2 separate regions of the Gossypium hirsutum genome follow, and region 2 is linked to region 1. Evidence: chromatin contacts called from public Hi-C data. All regions are on one chromosome and are shown on one strand. Each heading gives the region's core, a stretch centred on a gene start, on an enhancer-like site or on the middle of the called end of the contact. The rest is flanking DNA. Distances are from core to core; before and after follow the strand shown. Region 1 has its middle 12 kb from the start of LOC107903040. Region 2 holds the start of LOC107904360 (protein ZINC INDUCED FACILITATOR-LIKE 1).

Region 1 (3,525 bases), core at 949-3,448:
AAAATTATATTTACATATAAATATATTTATATGAATGTAATTAAGATATATTTGCTAATATATATAATATATACAATTTAATAAAAAATAAAAATTTTTGTATGTTTAAAATATTGCAGATTTATTATTATAAATATATATATATTTACGTATTAATAAATTAAATACATTTTGACATATTTATTTGTATTATGTTGGTTTTGCATATTGTGCTTATGCCATATATTTGTTTATTTGAAATTTTATTTATCTCATGTATTATTTTTATGTTCGTATTATCTTTAATTCATATTATGTACGTATAATTTGTTATTGTTATTTAATTTATAAAAAAGAATAGTGAGGTCATTATCTAATCCATATCATTATTTATCATACAAATTAATTTTAAAAACATTTATATCTTTGTAACTTTTAATATAATTTTTGTGAATTAATAATTAACACATTCATGAATTTATGTTTTATTTTTGTGTCGTGTTATATTTTAGTTTTGTCATATCCTATTTTATGTATCGATTTGTAGGTCAATTAGTTTGATGCCTCTCTTCAAGCTGGTACTCCGGTTGGTCTAATTGGTTCAAAAACCATAACTCTAAGTCTCTACACTTTGTACATTTGGAATGTAGTCTTCCAATTTTTACTTTTAAGAATTTAATCTCTCAACTTTATGGATTTAAAAGTCTGTTTTTAAATTATATATAACCACATAATATTTTAATTGAAAATCTAACGATTTTAACTATTTCAACTAATTAATAGAATTATAAAAATATACAAACCAAATTATGTTAAAATTTAAAGTATATGATTAAATCTCAAATTTAAACATATTAAAAGGACCAAAATTAAAACTTAATTAGTTTTTATAAAATGAAAAATCAAAAGAAGAAAGAGCTGATGGTATGGGCCAAGTGTCTTAAGAAGAAACATCCTTTCAACATTCCTTTAATTAGGGACGTTAATTTGGCCTGTTAATCGAATTAATCGAAATTTATACATTTTGTTTTGTTTTTATTAAAACAAGTATAAAACATAACAAATAATAAATAAAAAATGTTCATTTGACTGAATTAACTAAATTAGTAATCACCTAATACATAAAATATATAATATTATTTATTAAGTCCAGTTAATTACCTGATTTCAACCCGAATTAACTGTTAATTAAAATTCCAAAAATCCTTTAACCGAATTAGATCGATTCAATCGATTAATTCGATTTTAACCGAAGTTTGAACACCCGTATATAAGTATAGATTAATTTAATATTGTATTCACGTTAAAAAATTGATTTTATAAAATAAAATATTGATCCACATTATTTAAAAGGGTAAAAACAATCATATATTCATATAAATTTATGTTATTTTTATTTTGTATTGTAATTGTTTTTTACGTTTCAATTCATAGCATATTTTTGCATATTATATGTATTATGTTGATATCATGTCATTACCGATAATTTTTCATGCTAATTAAATTTAAAATAAATATTTGTACGTGATTTTTAATATTAATTTTAGTACATTCATAACTGCTTTACATAATTGTTTTTGTGTCATCATATTTTTTCAATATGAATTATATAATATTTTATTATAATTATATAAAATTAGTTTATTTTATTTTATTATATTTGAAATTTATGATTATCTCTCTCAATAATATTATTTTCAACATTCGATCTTATATTTTCTCAATTGAGAATGCAATGTACCTATCACTTTTTTGATTGATTGTATAATTAAGAAATCATATTTATTTTAATTATTTAAATGCAAATTGACCGCATAAAGATTTTTAATTATTCGTATTAATATTTAATATATTTATTTGAGTGAGTATATTTGAACGTACTTTTGTTTAAATTCATCAAATTTAACTTAATTTATGGGATGAAATCTTTGATTCTTTATGAATATATCAATTAAATAATGGGATATTAATTTTGATTATTAATATTATTTATTAAGATGCCAAATGGCATATATCTAACTATGCCAAGCAAGCAATGTTTCCTAAATTTTAACCTTATATTAAAATTGAACAAATTTTATTGAATTTGAGTGGAAATTGACTTTTTTTTTAAATAAAAAAAATCCAAACTATACGGACAGATTACCGGGAATCTACATTCAACGAACCAAAATCATCATCTTTTTGAGAGAGTTTCCACCTGTAATAAAACAAACCCAAGTTCAGTGAATCTCCCCACTTTCCATTATATTAAATGGCCGTCCCTTTCATTCTTTTGCTTGTCCCACTGCCCTCTCCAATCACCTTACACAAAATTCCCTGTTTCAGACTTGTCCTTTTCTTACGAACTTCCATTTCCATTCCTTTGTGAATTCTCTTCAGAAAATGAAAAAACAATGTATGGGAATCAATCTGACAACACTTGCAGATTACAAATCCAACTGAATGGTTTGGAGCCGGAAATGATGGCCTCCTTCAATAGAAGCTGGGCTCAGCAGACCGAAGAGAGTTACCAATTGCAGTTGGCGCTGGCTTTGCGGGTTTCTTCGCTGGCTGCTTCTGCTGTTGATTCCAACTTCTTGGATTTCAATTCTGATGCTAACACCAACAGAGTTTCCTCCTCCTCTTCCTCTTCTTCTTCTTCTTCTTCTTCTTCTTCTTCTTCACCTCAGCATGTGTCTCATCGATTCTGGGTATCACTTCATTTTTTCTGTTTCTTTGAGTTTACTTCTTTTTGTCCTTGAATTGTTGGTTAGTAAAGGGTTTTATGCTTTATGGTTGATGATTTAATTTATGTTACTATGTTTTCCATGATTATGAGGATAATGTCTGTGTCGTATACATTAAATATTGGATTTTCTATTTATAATGTTTCTGCAATTTCACTTGGCCATTTTGTTCAAGTTTTCATGTTTATAATTTTTTGGAATTAAAAATCTGAGTGACCATGTCCTTCATAGTTTTTGTGATGTTTATCTCTTGTTGGTTGAACAATGTGTTTATATTTAGAATATTTCTATGAAACCATATTTTTGGTAATGGTAATAAAAACATTTTTCATCAAGTTTAAGCAGGCAAATAGTATTTTATGTTGGAAAAAGTAGTTCTGGATTATTTTTCTTGGTGGTTGATGAATTTTACATCCCAATGACTGAAGAAGTTCAGAAAACAAGTTTAATGATTCATATGAAGAATTTCTAAGGTACTCTGATTTCCTTTGGTTCAGGTAAATGGCATTCTGTCTTACTTTGATAGACTTCCAGATGGATTTTACCAAGTCAATGGGATGGATCCTTATGCATGGACCTTAAGTGCTGATCAAGGAGAGATTGGCCTGATGCCCTCCATCGAGTCATTGAGGGCCATTGATCCGCATGCTGATTTGTCTATTACTGTTGTTCTGATTGATAGAATAAGGGATCCTAGTTTGAAGGAACTTCAAAATTGGGTTCTCAAAATATCTAGCAGCTGGATCAGCACAAAAGATGCAATTAATCGGCTAGCATGTCTTGTCTGTAACCAAATGGGGTATGCATGTTCTTCATT
Region 2 (3,719 bases), core at 411-2,910, 80 kb after region 1:
TAATATTTTCTTCATAAAAATAATTTAAAAATCATAAAAATAAAAAAAATATTAAAATTGATATAAACTAACTAAAATCATAAAAAAACTTATAAATATTATAAAATATAAAAATATATAATAAGTTATAAAATTATAAAATTTAAAAAAAATTATTAGAAATCTTGAAAGTAATAAAAATGTAAAAAAAAATATAAAAAATTAAAATTATTAAAATTATATAAACTTATAAAAATTATAAAAAAAATTATAAAAACTTGAACTGAACCAATTAGCCCAAATCGGCAAAGGTACCAGTCTGGGAAAAGTCATTAGACTGGTTGACCTAGAAACTGGGCGGTTAAACTGAATTTTCATTTTTTTAATATTTTTATCAAACTAAATTTCATTATTTAAATATTAGCATATGTCCAAATGAAATATACTAACTAAGGTTTTCAGAAATTGGCCTAATAGTCAAACCGATTAGGTTGTTGGTTCGCCAATTTGATTGATTCGTCCAGATAATTTAAATAAAACATTAAAACATGAAAAATATTGAAAAAACAAAGTTGGTTCAACCATCCAATTCTAAGGCCAATCAGTCTAATGACTTTCTTTGGACAGATACCCTTACCAATTTCGGTTTAATTGGTCCAACCTACTGATCTAGTCCAACTCAAGTGTTTATGATTTTTTTAATAATTTTATATCATTTTTCATTTTTTAATATGTACTAATTTTAATATTTTTGAGAATTTTTCAGATTTTTTCTTTTGATTTTTAAATATTTTGATGAGAAACATGTTAGATTAAATTAGGAGCTGTCATATGTCACCATTTGATTGATTCGTTAATTTATTTTAGCAGTCAATATGGTCAATGGGGGAAGTCGTTAATGGAGGGATTTAATTGATTATTTTAGTGAACTGCATTATCTTAATTGGATGCGAATTTAATACACGGGCTTCATCGGATTTTTTTTTTCATTTTAAGGGCTTTTTGACATATAAGCTTAGTTTTTTGTTGGCATAATGATAAATTTAGCCTTAGTATTTATATATTTTGTTAATTTAGTTCTTATTTTTTTTAATTAAATTTTACCATTAACTTTTAAAAAAGAGTCAATTTTTTTTTTAAAAACCTATTTTATATATAAATGCTTATTATTGTATTTATTTTAGACATATATAATTTTATGTTTTTATAAATAATAAAAATTAATACATACTAAAGTTTGTTTAAAATTCAAAATTATAATTTATTGTTTTTTAATAAAATCAAAATTAATGAAACTAAAGAAGTAAATATAAAAATTCTTAATTATAAATTAAAACATTTGATAATAAAAGTTATTTCCAATGATAATGTTATTCGTCCTAATTACTCCATTAACAATAATTACAAAATAAGATCATATTAAAAAGTGGTGAATCATTTCGTCCAATAAATCCGGAAGATCAAAACCTTAAACATTTGAAGATAACTTAATCTAAGTGGTGGTATACAAATTGTAGACGAAAGCCAAGAGCCACAAATAGGAAATATTTTACTGACCCGGAAGGCAAAAGTATGTAAGTATTAAATAACTAGCAAGTTGGTGTAAGACTGAAAACAACAAATCCTTGTCCGTTTTCATGAATTTGTAGTCTTGCAAATCAATGCACGTAACTTGTCATATCTCTGTCTCAAATCCGTTCATTACGTTTCTTTTCTTGTCTGTACACATTTTAAGGAGACCTGTTCTTATTTTGATTCCTGCGATTTGAATTACCTCGCTCGCATGATCTTGCCCGGTAGTTTCTCGAAAAGCCACCTTTCCTGCATGTAATTATTGTCCATATATATACGATGTATATACATGCTGTCGTCGTTGTGGGTTTGATGTGTACAATGATGCCTGTCTGTTAGACGATTTGGTTCAATGATTGCGCTTTTAAAACCGGAACCCGAAACTCTTCTTCCATATCTTCAATTTGTTTTTGCAGAAATAATTTTTCCAGGGTAAGTTCTTTTTGGATAGATGGCTCTGGTTTGATGTGTGCTTTTGTTTTTTTTTTCTTTATTCTTCTCCACCCATTTGAGCATGAACTATATGCTTTTTGTCCCCAATGAATATATTCGTAGAGAAAACATATTGATGATATTGGTTGAAGTGTTGTTATCTTGCAATAGTTACTTAAGTCTTGGATTATTATGTTTGTTTTTTGCGCTTTATTCTTGCCTAAATTCGGAGTTTGTCATGCCATTGGAACTTTTGTCTCTGCCTATGCGTCATAGGCATGTAGACATGTCAGCCATAGTGAATTTTCTTGTGATCTTAGATTCAAGTTGGTGTTGAATCGGATACTTAATGAAGCTTTTTTTTTTAAATGTGTATTACCCACCCTTTTATTCTCAAACAAGATTGATAGAGAGCACATGGTTTTCAACATACTGCAATTTTTGGTTTTTATTCTGTCGTTTTCATATATATATATTTTATATTCTTTTGTTATCTTTGTTTTGATTGATTGCTTTTCATTGATGAAATTTAGGGGCTTGGATAGCTGAGTATCAAAGAGGAAGAAAAAGAGTTTATTGAGCTGAATATAGATATATAGTCATTCACTTCAGCTCAAAGAACCAAGTATGGCTGCAGAGTATAGAGAGCCCCTGTTAAAGAAGAAGTACTATAAGAACTGCCCTGGATGTAAGGTTGATGAAATGAAGGAATTGGAGCAAGGCCTCCCAATTCGGCCACTGCTTTCCATATGGATTATTGTCTTATGCACTGGTAAGGACAACCTATGTTGTTCGGGACTCGGATTTGAAAGTCGGATACGGGTGTGTCTGGCATTGATATGATCAGTTTTTCTTTAAAAGTTTGTATGAAAATTTTTTTGCAAGTCATATCTTCATATTCATATGTCGGACACGGCAACATAAGTTTCAAGGGGAATTTATGTAGAACGCCTATTTCATTGATTTCCTTTTATCTTTATTGGTCCTAATTTCCTACTATCAAATGTTTCCAGCTCTGCCGATATCATCTCTCTTTCCTTTCCTATACTTCATGGTGAGTTTGGTGAATTTCTTCTTTATGACCCTTTATCTTTTTGCAAGTTTATGTAAGCAAAAAGTTAATGATTGTGCACTAAGTTAAACCCAGATCAAGAGTGGAAGTGTCCAATACAGTTATGTATCCGAATGGGTATGGTTAGATTTTTTTAAGTTTCTCAGTGTATTTGGAGGGGTTCATAGAAGTCATATCCCTGAACCCATGAATGAATCAAAAGTGTCGGACACGTATACATCAAGAAAAATGAAAGCAGGTTTACTTAAGTTAATGTGTTGCTTACTGTAGTAGTTTTCCCTTCATTCTTCTGTTTTCAGATAAGGGACTTTCATATTGCTGAAAGAGAGGAAGATATTGGCTCCTATGCTGGTTATGTGGGTGAGCTTATGTTCACTGCTTTCTCTTCATTGTTGTATTCGTTTTTTTCTTTTGTTTTCAATCAAACATATGATCCTAACACAATGCTCCATTTCTTTGAAGGATCTGCATTTATGCTTGGAAGAGCTTTAACATCCGTATCATGGGGAATATTTGCCGATCGTTATGGTCGAAAGCCTGTAATAATTATGGGAACTACTTCAGTGTTAGTGAAACTTCTATCATAGTTCATCTTTCTGCATACTTCTGGTTGACGTTTCTACAGTGATGGTGGTATTTTCTTAATTTTCATTGCAAATGCATC

The links. Hi-C and Micro-C count contacts between places; a contact is called where the count stands out from the background.
Region 2: a Hi-C map of leaf shows a contact between it and region 1, with 4 times the contacts expected there. The contact joins the promoter of LOC107904360 here to the enhancer-like site in region 1. A contact is called at or near these places in 22 of 34 Hi-C or Micro-C datasets (anther, callus, cotyledon and 5 more).

Annotation. Positions count from the first base shown.
Region 1 is chrA05:35,789,698-35,793,222 of Gossypium_hirsutum_v2.1, forward strand. It overlaps the pseudogene LOC107904362. Among protein-coding and RNA genes, the nearest start is that of LOC107903040, 12 kb to the right of the region's middle. Within about 2 kb of position 2,199, at least 6 of the 9 cell types and tissues checked have an H3K27ac peak or open chromatin away from gene starts, as enhancers often do. A contact at or near this core is called in cotyledon, fibers and leaf, where this site is marked.
Region 2 is chrA05:35,870,015-35,873,733 of Gossypium_hirsutum_v2.1, forward strand. LOC107904360 (protein ZINC INDUCED FACILITATOR-LIKE 1) reads left to right here and starts at 1,661. Exons shown (of 18, transcript XM_016830703.2): 1 at 1,661-1,983; 2 at 2,517-2,755; 3 at 2,997-3,037; 4 at 3,355-3,415; 5 at 3,518-3,620. The coding sequence starts at 2,611.